Regions from separate parts of the Mus musculus genome. Here region 1 is linked to region 2. A link is a contact called in public promoter capture Hi-C data. All regions are on one chromosome and are shown on one strand. The core of a region is the stretch at or near the end of the contact, and the rest is flanking DNA. Distances in the headings are between cores, read along the strand shown.

Region 1 (7,027 bases), core at 1,927-4,426, 1.9 Mb before region 2:
AGTACTGTGTGGGATACAGAGAAGTGCAATTTATAGATTTTGCCCTTTAAGCTTTTATTGCTTAATCACAGTGAGAGGGAGTCAAAGAGGCACAGTGTGAAACCGTAGCTCGATGGAGACTGAAGTTTCAGTTCTAGTGGTTGAAGTTTAGGTAAAATCATATGAAATATAGACCATCTCTGAGTCAAGCAAATATCCCACAGTGGAGAAGTCATTCATCCTTTCCTGAAATAGACTGATGTGTTCAGCTTAAAGAAGAAGTTTTCTCATCATGGTCAGGATATATATTTCCTGTATGTGAAACTGAAGGTAGGAAGAAACAGGAATGGCTGAGCCTGCTCCTGACCCTTTCTTCATAGCTCCCTTTCTCACACAAGGATAATGGGCAGCCATTTATTCCTTCCTTCTACAGTCACTGGAGCCTCATTTCAATGGGGTCGTATGACCCTGGAAGGGTATACATAAGAGGCAGCACTTGGCCCCTTCCCCAAGGAGTACAAGTAGCAACAGTACAGATAATATGGCTCTTGAGGTAGACTAGCTGGATTTACATTCAGTTCCTACTATCATGCAACTACTAGACATTGGACACATAACTTCACTGTTGCATGTCTTAGTTTCCTAGCCTAGAAAGCTGATGTAATAATGGCGAGTTAATGATCTAATCTGTTCAAATTTCACAGCAAGCACCCTGCTAGCCACACAATAACTATACTAGCTGTTATCATGAACAGTCCATAGATGACCAGGTGAGTGCTATGTTCAGAATGTGTGTCCCTTCTTCTATGCTCATGCGTTGAAACCCTCTTATCTAAAATTATGGTATTAGTGGGTGGCAACTTTGGGAGGGAAATAGATTATAAGGAGAAGTCTTATAAATGAGATGGTGAGATGAGAACTTCCCTAAAGATAGTCCTAATAGAGACAATTTGACCTTCTACTATTTAATGTCAGAGTTACAAGGTGATGCCTATGCTCACGAAGGTGGCTTTCACCAGGTAGGAAATCTGCTAGCACTTTGATCTAGAGTTTTACAGCCTTTGCAATGGTGAGATACACGTTTCTGGCATTTGTAAGTCATGTAGTTTATGGTGCTCTGTTCTGGCATCCTAAACAGAAGAGACAAGGACTTATGCTTCCCCCAAGGATATGGGGAGCTGGAAGGAACATTACTGTTATTCTAATAGTGAGAAAAAGCAGCTAAGTTACAAAAGTCTAATGATTTTGGGATTCATTAGAAAGTTTAGGCCACCAGTACAGGGGAACACCAGGGCCAAAAAGGGGCAGTGGGTGGGTAGGGGATTGGGGGGGTGGGTATGGGGGACCTTTGGGATAGCATTGAAAATGTAAATGAGGAAAATACCTAATAAAAAAAAAAGAAAGTTTAGGCCACAAAGTAAGCAAATTATCTGCACTAGGGGAAGGTAGAGGGCCCCTCAGAAGTGAAACTGGACATATGGACTGTACCCTCTGTGATAGTCATTAAGAGAGGGAGGGATAATGTGTAAATGGATACAAAGAAACCAGCAAGCACCCTAATAATTTTCTATAGGTTGAATATGGGTAAGGACCTATATGAAAGAAGTCCCAGGGACCCCCAGGAAGGGAAGGAATTTGTACCAGATCCTGGGCTCCTTGCCAGAGATTTTGGCCATGATAATTCCTATGGAAGAGCAGAGCATAGTGGAAAATAACTCTTAATAGTATATAGGAGGAAGGGTTGACCACGGTGCAAAAGGGTTCCTTTCCTTCCTGGCACCTTGTATCCGATAGGGACAGGTGTTCAAACTACCTAAGAATGGCAGCTCTGTAATTCTCAAGGAATATGGAAAGACTGGTTGTGTCCAGAGAAAAAATTGAGGGTACAAAAACCACAGATGAACTGTGTAAGCATCCTTTCAGGCAGGAGTTATCCTATGAAGAAGGTTCAACTCCATTTTGATGAAGAGCGACTTTATTTTTACTTCCATATACATCCTATCTGGCAGGCTATAAGAATATGAAAGCATATTACTTCCTGCCTTGTGATAGCAACACCTGCCTGCATCACCTGCCAGGTGGCATTCTCTGACTTGGAGCTGCAGTAGGCCATGTGAGACCGACTAGCATTGCTAAAGTCTGCATCTCCAAGTGGCCAACATGTCACATGTTACCACTGAAAACTTTGAGGAACCAGCAGACTGTGATGGAGGAGGGCAAGAACTAGCTACCTACTACACTGTCTGCTGTAAGAAGTTTGTCATGCCCAGGAAAGATTATCTTAAGTCCTGGCAGCATACAGAGATGAAGGCGATTCAGGCTGTGAATCACCAGGAAAAGATGATGAACAAGAACTCGGAGAAGGAAGTAAGTGTGGATAGTGTGGGCAAGGTGCCATAAATGCAGCCATGAAGGCACAGTCATCCACATGTCCCAATAAAGTGACTTCAGCTTCTACAAAAGAGTTCAGGCATAGTATACCTGGGGATTCACAGCTCAGCCTGGGTGGGGAAGCCATCTAAGCTCAAGCGATTTGATCAGCAGATGAAGAAGATGACCAAGTAGCAGGTATAGGAAATCAAAGAAAAGGAAGAGGAGGAGGAGAAGAAGGAGGAAGACCTAGACAAGGAAGGTTGAGAGCGTACTGATGCTGATGAAGAATTTGACTATAAAGATACTGACATCATGGGCCACACTGAGGATATGAAAGATGAAGAGTCTGAGCAAAGCCCTCACGCAGGTGCCATCCCAATAGCAGAGTGCTTATTTTCCTTCCATTACTGAGTATCCCACACAAAGAATGGGACTGACAAGGACTGAGATCCACAGTTTTTTTGTTACTCATATAGAATATCTCCCAGACATGAAATGACTGATTAATGACACGAGCGTTGGTGAGATTTACTTGTGGTTCAGTGAGAGGAAAATTGTTTTACCCTTTGGAAGCTGTCCAGGCACACAAGAGTGACAAAAGTCACTGCAAGCTTTCACATATGGTGATGCCACTTTAGGATTGCCAGGCGCCTGTGATTTTAGAAGTAGCTACCCAGATCTTAGGAGGGGATGAAGCTAAGGAGTTGCCTTCAGATAAGAACTTGGAATGTGATAATGAAACCATGGTGCTGATCCTACCAGTGCCAGATCAGCTCATCACTCCTTGATGAGGTACCACAGATGGTGATTTGGCTTATCAAGAGCTGTGGAAACCAGAAGGCTGTGGGCTGGAGCAGCTCTCATGTAGGAGTGTGCTGTGTCGAGCTGTGTAGCATGTCCAAAGGATGAAATCAAAGAGGATGCTGAAGGCAGGAATGAAGCAAAGCCAGCTAACAGATGCATGTCAGGACCCAGGTAGGATTCTGAGTATCTGAGACTAAGTTGTGCTTCCTGCCATACTTTCTCTTTGCCTGAGGACCAGTGGGAGCCAGATTGTGAAATATATTTAATGCCACTTCATGTGTTATTCCCAATTAGAACAAAAAGTCATAGTGAAAGAGGTGAGAAGACATTAAAAAAATATAGTTTAAAAAAATGCGCTGCCAAGCCAGGTGTCGTGGTGCATGCTTGGAATCCCAATACTCTAGAAGTAAAGAGAGGAGGATCAGGAATTCGTCCCGAGCTGTATAATGAGTTCAATTTCAGCCCAGGCTACATAGACCATGCCCCAAAGCTATATACCAAGAGATAAAGCTTCCAATAACACCAGACTCAGAGAAAACATAAATATTAGAACTATTAGTCTAGTACTTTTTTTTTTTAAGGCAGGATCTCACCAGGTAAGTTACACTTCAAATGCACAATCCTCCTGGTTCAGTCTTCTCACTGTTGGGAGTATAGGCGTGTATGTCCATGGCTAGAAACTTTAAAGTCTCCAAAGTCAGAAACTATACAGTAATTATAATTGATATATTAATGAATTGGGTTGGAGATGCAACCTTGATGGAGTGCATAGATAAAGCTCAGGGTTTGATACCAAGCATTGCATAAACCAGGTGTGGCACTGCACATCTGTAATTCCAGAATGTGAGAGAGAGAAGTTGGAAGATTAGAAAGTCTCAAGGTCATTCTTAGCTACATAGGGAGTTCAAAGCCAGCCTGAGACCTTGTGTCAAAAAAACCCTAAACATAGAAAATCTATGAAGGGACCTAATAAAAATGGTAGATAATTTACATGAACGTATGGGGAGTTTCCATGGAAGTGGGAAGAATGTGTAAGAAAAAGTGAAATGAATAATGGTAGAAATACAAACTTTGGAAATCATAAGTCAATAGTAGAGGTAAGAGAACAAAAGGAACAGGGAGGTCTAAGCAAGGTCTTATGATGATTGTGATGGAGCACAGGATGGCTTTCTGGTGGGAGGTTAGACGTGGCTTCTTAGGAGATTCAAGCACAGCGGGCCTTGATGATCAGAGACAGTCTATGGTAACTGTGGGGGTGGAGTCTGGACAGAATGCCAGAAGCTTAGGACATTGTCTGCGTGACTGATAGTCACAGAATTATGGAGTTGGGGGCTCTGTGGTTTCAGGCACCTGATTTTGGGAACGTGGCTCACCTTTTTGTCCCTTGTAGAGTTTTCTACTGGGTCACTAGAACAAGCACCATTCAACCAAAGTAGGCTGCCTATCACAGTCCCACACTGGGTCTCAACCTTTGACCTTGACCCTAGATCATCTAGTCTAGCACTTTACTTTTTGTTTGTTTGTTTGTTTGTTTGTTTTGTTTTTTCGAGATAGGGTTTCTCTGTATAGCCCTGGCTGTCCTGGAACTCACTTTGTAAACCAGCTGGCCTCAAACTCAGAAATCCACCTGCCTCTGCCTCCCAAGTGCTGGGATTAAAGGCGTGCACCACCACACCCGGCTGCACTTGACTTTTTTTTTTTTAAACACAGGTATATGTGGTTGCATGTTGATATGTGTACGGGTACACAAGTGTGTATGCTCATATGTCTCTGAATACAGCAGAGGCCAACATTGGGTGTCTTTGGTTTCTCTGCACTTCATTTCCTGAGGCAATTCTCTTTCTAAACACAACACTCCCTGATTTTGCTAGTCTTGCCAACCACTTTGGCTCTGCCTTTACACCTGCCCAGTTTTTACACAGATGCTGGGGCTTTGGACTTTGGTCCTTATGTGTGTGTGTGTGTGTGTGGGGGGGGAAGCACCTCATCCACTGCTCCACCTCCCCAGTCTATTTTCATTTAACTACATGGGGCATGGCTTTGCAACAAACATTTTGGTGTGTGAGCAAGTAGCAATTTCAGTAAATTATCATTTTCTTCATTATGGTTTCCTAGTTAAAAATCTTTCTCAGTTTTTTTTTTCCTCCCATGTTTTCTTTTTGGGCACCCTTTCGAGCCTTCTTTTGGACTAAAGGTCAGCGATCTCCCCATTTTCTCACAGTACCACTTACTCCAGTTGACATTTACACTCGAGTAAACCTTAAACTTCTCTGACCTTTTTTTAAGAGCTAGATTTGAAGAGATATTTTCTCTGTTTAAAAACAGGACGCTATTGTTGCTATTCTTTGTAAAAGGCTACACCACATCTCCTTTTCCCTTATAGATATTTTGTATGTCCATTTAGATTTTATTTCCTCTCAAAAGTGGGACTTGTTCCTTCTCTTACTCGTTCCCCGAAGTGGGAGTTCCCCATATCTCCATATGCTTTGTGCAGATGTGAGAACACCTCAGTTATAGTTAAAAATTATTTAGCCATTTCACATGCCATTCTTTGTCATGTAAAAATAAATAAGGGGGTAAATCAGCCCTTAAATATCCCATTTGTTTTCCATTTGTTGTAGAATACAAAAAGCAACAGATGTAGGTATTTGTAGCATGAAATATTGTTAGATAGAAGTCTCAAGTCTAGACTGGCTCACAAATTCAATTCAGCCTGAGAAAGTTATGTTTAGCCCTTGTTTGATCAGCCCTTGACCTTCTGTTCCAGGCTGGGGCTTAAACTCATGGCTTGTATGTTAGACTCTAGGAGTGAACAGTACCTTCATCTTGACTAGCTTGTGATAAAATGCATGAAGAGCAGATGTGTGGCAGTGGGGGTTCTCACCTGTCAGGAACACTTTAGCTCATCTTTGTATAAATGATCTCCATTTCTTCTTATTGCTTGGGGATGGTGGTCCTTATCTGATTTCCTGTTTTCTGCTAAATTCAACCAAAACATTTCCTGGATCCTTTCTCCCAATGCTTTATAAGGTTGTGTTCTCTCTAGGAACATGCTAAAGGCTTTGCTGGTGTCATTGTATCTCACTGTTATGAGTGGGGGAACATAAGTGTGTATGGTAGACATGATCTGTGTCATAGTTAGCTTCCCTGGTCAAGCTGGTACACTTGGAAAGATGCGAATTCCATCAAGGAGTTTCCTTTGTTAGATTGGCCCATGGGTATATTGATGCGGACATTTTCTTGGTTGCTAATTGATGTGGGAGGGCCCAGCCTACTGTGAGCAGTGCCACCCCTGCACAGGTGGGCCTTAGGGCTGTATAAGAAAGCAGACCAAGCAAGCAGGAAGAGCAAGGCAGTGAGCAGCACTTCTTCACAGTCTCTGCTTCAGTTACTGCCTCAAGCTTCTGCCATGGCTTCCTTTATTGTTGGGCTGTAACTTATAAGCTAAAACAAACCCCTTATACCTCAAGTTGATTTTGGCCCATGTTTTATTACAGCAACAGAGGGAAAATTGGGGCAACCAGTGTGTATAAGGAAACAAGTTTGGGGGTAAGAAACTTGCCTGGGGTTCCCTTGAAACTGAGGACTGTTTTGAGTTCTGAGCCTGTATGCTTGACTGTGGCTGAGTACCATCCTTTGGCTTATGCTGAGGCTTAAGGCTGATGGGCCAGATGACCCTACTGACTATCTGAAGCGTTTTATAATGGGATATATTCAAGAGACCAGAGGACCAATCTCTCAGACTAATTTCATGCTGCTGTAATCATCCCTTTGGGAACTATTAGGGGCTGAAATGTACTCCTATAACCACAATCTATTGGGGTCACTAAAGAATTTATGTCCATTAAAGACTCATTGGTCCTCTAAGGTC
Region 2 (6,062 bases), core at 2,144-4,643:
CATGAATTCAGGCAGCCAGCTCTATATAGAGTGTTCTAAATACTGAGGTCAGTCAAGGCTACACAGTTAGAGCTTGTCTCAAAACCAAAACAAAACCAAAAAAAACAAAAAAACAAAAAACCCCAAAACAAAACAAGAAAAAACAAAAAACAAACAACTAATCAACAAACAAACAAAAAAATGAAAACCATATGAACAAACAAAAGTCAATCTGAAAATTGACATTGAAGTTAGCAAAGTTCTGCCTTTACACCATCAATGCTGAAAGACAGACAGACACACACACACACAGAGACAGACAGACAGACAGACAGACACACACACACACACACACACACACATACACACACATCCTGGGCTCTGCTCTTTTTATAGAGAGAAGGATGAAGAGTGAAAGATTTCTTTTAAATAGCATTGAGGGGAGGGATAGGAGTGGTTTGACACGTGGTCTCATAAGGCCAGGTTGGTCTTCACTTCACTGGTCTCCTGCCTTCACCTTCGAAGGTCATCTTTTGCAGGAAGCAGAATTTTTAAATTTTTAAAATATTTGAGAGTCAGTAGAGATGCTTGTAGTCCCTTTTCTTTGGAGTCGGAAGCCAGAGGATAGTAAGAGAGCCTGCACTACAGAGCAAGGCCCTGTCTTCAAACCAACCTACAAGTCAGAGATAATGGTGCATACCTTTAATCCTAGCAGGCAGAATTGGATGGATCTCTATGAGTTACAGGCTAGCCTAAAATGAAGTTGTCCACCAGACATTGGGACGAAAGACAGATGTGTGGACTTTGCAGGGTCAATTTAATGCCTGTTAGGGTAGAAGTGTGAGACTTTTACATCTCTTTCCCTTGAATTGTTGGCTCTAACTCTAGGGGTAGATGCCTTTGGAATTGGTAAGGTTCTGGGGGATTTTGGGAACTTTTGCTGATTAGCTATATTTGGCTCAAGCAAGGATGTCGGGGCAGCTTCTACAGCTCCTGATTGGCTGCCCGTGAGGGTGGTTCAGGCTAGGTGGTGGGACAACTTCCTGATTGGTTGCTGGTAAGGGGTGGGTTTCCCTGGAATTCACTTGTTTTGGACTTTTCCAGTTGTGGGAAACAGAAACTTAGGCCTAGTCTCCCAAACTGTCAGTTTGTGGCCAGTCATGGAGTCAGCCTGGCTCTGGCTAAATCTGTCCTCTCAAAGGAATTGAATCATGAGGATGTGATTTCTTTTGGTGATGTTTCCTAACGTCCTTTACTAAGAGTTAACAGTGACAATAGGAACCAATACTAACTTGTCCCTATTTTTTTTTTTTTAATTCTAAACATCACTGTGTAATTGTTCCGTCTTGGCAGTTGTTACTTGTGTTTTTTATTTATCTATTTTATTTTGAGGATGAATATCACTGTGCGGTACAGATGGCCTTGCTCTCTACTCAAGTAGATCAGGGTGCCTGGAAACTCTCTAATCCAACTGCCCCTGTCCTTTTTTTTTCTTTTTTTTTTTCTGCCTTTTTTTTCTTTTTTTTTTATTAGATATTTTCTTTATATACATTTCAAATGCTATCCCGAAAGTTCCCTATACCCTCCCCCCGCCCTGCTCCCTTACCCACCCACTCCTGCTTCTTGGCCCTGGTATTCCCCTGTACTGGGGAATATAAAGTTTGCAATACCAAGGGGCCTCTCTTCCCAGTGATGGCCGACTAGGCCATCTTCTGCTACATATGCAGCTAGAGATATGAGCTCTGGGGATACTGATTACTTCATATTGTTGTTCCACCTATAGGGTTGCAGACCCCTTCAGCTTCTTGGGTGCTTTCTCTAGCTTCTCCATTGGGAGCCCTGTGTTCCGTCTTATAGATGACTGTGAGCATCCACTTCTGTATTTGCCAGGCACTGGCATAGCCTCATACGAGACAGCTTTAACAGGGTCCCTTCAGCAAAATCTTTCTGGCATATACAATAGTGTCTGGGTTTGGTGGCTGATTATGGGATGGATCCCCGGGTGGGGTAGTCTCTGAATGGTCCATCCTTTCGTCTTAGTTCCAAACTTTGTCTCTGTAACTCCTTTATGGGTATTTTGTTCCCTATTCTAAGGAGGAATAAAATATCCACCCATTGGTCTTCCCTCTTCTTGATTTTCTTGTGTTTTGCAAATTGTATCTTGGGTGTTCTATGTTTCTGGGCTAATATCCACTTATCAGTGGGTGCATATCTAATTCTTGGACAAATGGATGTATCTGGAGGATATCATCCTTAGAGAGTTAACCTGTCTTTTGACTAATGGGAACAAAGCCCGTGTCACTGTGCACAGCGGCTTGGAATCATTAATAGTGAGTTGTTATCAAGCTTAGAAATTCTTTCACTCGTCAGTGTTTAAAAGTCCTCTATTTGGCTCCTCACTGGGCCCACAAGAGATGCTATCTGATCCCTAACAACCACTTTGTATAATTTCTCATGACTTAAGCACTCTGAGCTGACTCTTCTGCTGTCCCGGGACCTTCATCAGCTCCAATGCACTTTCCCATCTACCTGGGAGAAAAAATGTCACAGAGCAAGCAAAGAGGAGCTCCTGAGATGGTTGTTTTCTTTCTGCTTGTTGTTCCCATTTTGACCTCTTGATTAGGGTTTTCAGTTTTCTTGGTTTTCAGTTGTTTGGGGGGAGGGTTGTTGTTGTTGTTTGCATGATTGCTTCTTTCTCCACTAAATTTTTACTGTTCAGGGAGGGTTTGAATTGCTTTCATGCCTCTGTCCATACATTATATTGGACTAGCAATCTAATCGTTTGAATCTAATTGTGTGAATAGTTTGTACCTAGTGGTATGAATAGATTTACTGCACCTCAGCCACACCCATTGCCTGCTGTGTTGCCCTCACTATCTTTCACACTGAGTGACAGGAGTGCTTGCCCCTCAACACCTAGTTGTTGGTTCCTGAACCCAATAGACCCATTACTTAGGTGTCCCTTTAAGGGAAAGGGGAGTGAGGGCCAGCAAGATGGCTCAGTGGGAACAGGTGCCCATGACTGAGCTAGATTACCTGAGTTCAATTCTTGCAAGCTGGTTGCTAGAAGGTGAGAATCAGCTCTCTCAAGTTGACCTCTGACCTCAACACTTTGCCCATGGAAAATTATGCGCACATACAAACAAAGGAGGGAAGGGGAGAAGAAAGAGAGCAAGAAATGAAAATAAGTGAGTAAATACAACTTTTATAAATCTTAGAAGTGGGTTGAGCCCTACCTCCATTAGCTTCCTGCATGTAACAGGTGAACACATTTTTCACATCACATCCATTAAGGAGAAGAGTGTTCAGAGCAGTTGGTCCGAGTTCCTGGGTTTTCTTTTGTAGTTGGCAGAGTCAGGAGTGACTGCTGCTGCTTCCGGGGAACCGTGACAGCCGGCAGAGCAGTGTGTGCTCCAGCTGGAGCCCTCACTCACTGTTTCTTCCAGGCACCGTTTCCTGTTACTTCCTGTCTAGGATCTCTGTGCACTCTCAGACCATCAGTACAGTATTTGGATTCATACAGCACTTCTGATTTTCCTGATTTGTGAGTTACAGGTTGAACCTGCATTGCCCAGTAGCAAATATGCAGTACTTCAAGCTATAAAATCTCTTGGGCATTGCCTTGATAAAAACACCTAGAAAACTGAGTTCCATAAAGTATTTATATGCAGAATTATCAGTGGTTTATAAATGTACATGTAAGCTATGAATATGAACTGTATGCATATGAAAGCTACATCTATCCATATTTAGACTTGAGTACCATCTGTAAGCCATGTATAAATTTTTTTTAAATTCCGAAATACCCAAATTCTGAAACTCCTTGTACCAAAATATTTGCATAAGCGATATTCACTATGTTTCTCTTATATTGGAAAAAAAAGCATAGAAGACTGTGTCTACTCTCTATCCAAAAGTACCAATTATTTGTGTTGGACTTTGCATAGGGACTTTCATGGGGCAACTAGGCTAATTAGCCTTCAGCTATGATACAGTGCTGTGTGCTTTCAAGAAGAAATCAATATGAAAGCAAGGGAAAGCTGAGCAAGAAGAAAGAGTCTTTTGCTACACCTGCTCCATAGCACAGCAATGAGAGGCTGTGCCTGCTCCATAGCACAGCAGTGAGGGGCTGCGCCCAGGCAGAGGCTCCTCTCCTGAGCTTCTGTTCTTTGTCAGTGACCAACAAGGACATGGCAGGGAGGGTGAGAATAGACAGGCTCACCCATAGGAGGCAGCTGCACTGACAACATGGAGATGAGAACTGAGCCCAGGTTCCTATGGAAACACTTTATAAATGGCAGGAGTCAGATCCTCAGATGTCTCTAAGCATCTGTGATATAGAGAAGGTATGGGGGCTGGGAGAGATTTTGTACCTTTCACTGGTAAATGACTGACTTCACCCACAAATTACAGGCTCAGCATATTCAATGCAGCCAGTCCTGGGAGGACACAGCATACAGCACTGCATCATAGCTGAAGGCTAACTAACCTAGTCATCCCATGAAAGTTCCCATGCAAAGCCCAACACAAAGAATTAGTACTTTTGGATAGAGAGTAGACACAGTCTTCTATGGCTTTTTTTCCCCAGTATAAGAGAAACATGGTGAATAGCACTTCTCCAACACCTGCACACATGCCTACTCACAAACAAGGTGAAACCTATGTGTTCCAGGGCTCAGAGTCCTTCTCGTGAGATGCTATAAGACACACAGGACAACAAGGCAGTCTTTTTTGTTTTGTTTTGGTTTGGTTTTTTGTTTTTTGTTTTTTGTTTTTTGAGACAGGGTTTCTCTGTGTAGCCCTGGCTGTCCTGGAGCTCACTTTGTAGACCAGGCTGGCCTCGAACTCAGAAATTGGCCTGCCTCTGCCTCCCAAGTGCTGGGATTAAAGGCGTGTGCCACCACCGCCCAGGCAAGGCAGTCTTAAAAGTACAATCTAGGTGAACAGGTTAACTTGGATCCAAACAATAGCTTCATAATTCCTGTGATTCCCCAACCTTTTTATGTGCAATCTCTGCTGGGCAAGAGCTTAAGATGGAAGACACCCATCTCTATCAGACTCCCAGGAGATTCACTACTAGCCAGACTTAGGTAGATCGTTGATCTAGGATAGGTGATGAGGATGGTAGGGATCTAGGTTAGTGGGGCATAACTTTCTGATGAAAAACTTAGGAGTGGCTGGGGGCGAGGGTCAGGTAAGAGCATTCTGGATGCTTTACATCTATTCTGAAATCATGCCATCCAGCTGAGACCTAAGTAGAGTGAGCACTGAGCAGTATACTACATACTTTCTGATGCAGTATTCAACTCTCAGACAACTCTTACTGATATAGCTGTGATCTGCCCCTGTTGAATCATGACAGGACATGACACAGAGTCAGAAAGTTCATAGTGGAATTTATGAAGACAGAAAGTGTCTGACTCTGTCCCTGTTCACTTGAATTGGGAGCTGTTTCTTCTAATTCTAGGGACAGGCCTCCTGTCTTGGGCAAAGATGTTTGGTCTACACTCAAATACTCACTGAAGAAGACTTCAGTCTCCATTTTTAGGGGCAGTTAATGCTTTCCAAAGTTTTGCTTCAAGAAACTTAGAATATTTGTATAGACAGAAAATGTAAAAGTTTTTTTTTTCTGATACTATATACATTGAGTTTATAGTCTTTAGTGATTTGCAATGTGCACACGTGGACTGGAGATATGGCTCCATACCCAAAAGCAAGTACTGTCCTTAAGGAGACCCTGGGTTGGCTCCAGACACCCACATTGAGCAGCCTGTAATTCCACTTTCAGGGGACATATTGTCTCTGGTCTCCATAAGCATCTGCAATTAAATGCAGAAACCCATACACAGGTGACATTTACATATGAACACAATTTAACATAAAAATTATGCATATCCTTTGCCGACACCATAATGTTTGTATTCCAAATGCTGAAACATATGAATTTACACTTAATAGCAATTGATAGATTGTTAGAAATGGGGGAAAGCTTGACATGCAAAGACAAGATTAGGTTCAAATCTTCTACATCCAGAAGTGAAGAGGTAGCTGTTAGAGGGAGACTTAAAGCCTCCAAAACCCAT

Evidence for each region. Promoter capture Hi-C pulls out the DNA fragments that hold promoters and counts their contacts.
Region 1: a contact with region 2 is called in a promoter capture Hi-C map of hippocampal neurons, with 6 times the contacts expected there. The contact joins two enhancer-like sites. A contact is called at or near these places in 4 of 39 promoter capture datasets (the 3T3-L1 cell line, cranial neural crest, hippocampal neurons and 1 more).

What each region holds. Positions count from the first base shown.
Region 1 is chr11:48,547,525-48,554,551 of GRCm38.p6, reverse strand. It overlaps the pseudogene Gm12179. Among named protein-coding and RNA genes, the nearest start is that of Gm39818, 170 kb to the right of the region's middle. Within about 2 kb of position 3,176, at least 9 of the 459 cell types and tissues checked have an H3K27ac peak or open chromatin away from gene starts, as enhancers often do. A contact at or near this core is called in hippocampal neurons, where this site is marked.
Region 2 is chr11:46,618,277-46,624,338 of GRCm38.p6, reverse strand. The region is part of intron 2 of Dppa1 (developmental pluripotency associated 1); the gene reads left to right. Among named protein-coding and RNA genes, the nearest start is that of Dppa1, 8.0 kb to the left of the region's middle. Within about 2 kb of position 3,393, at least 3 of the 459 cell types and tissues checked have an H3K27ac peak or open chromatin away from gene starts, as enhancers often do. A contact at or near this core is called in hippocampal neurons, where this site is marked.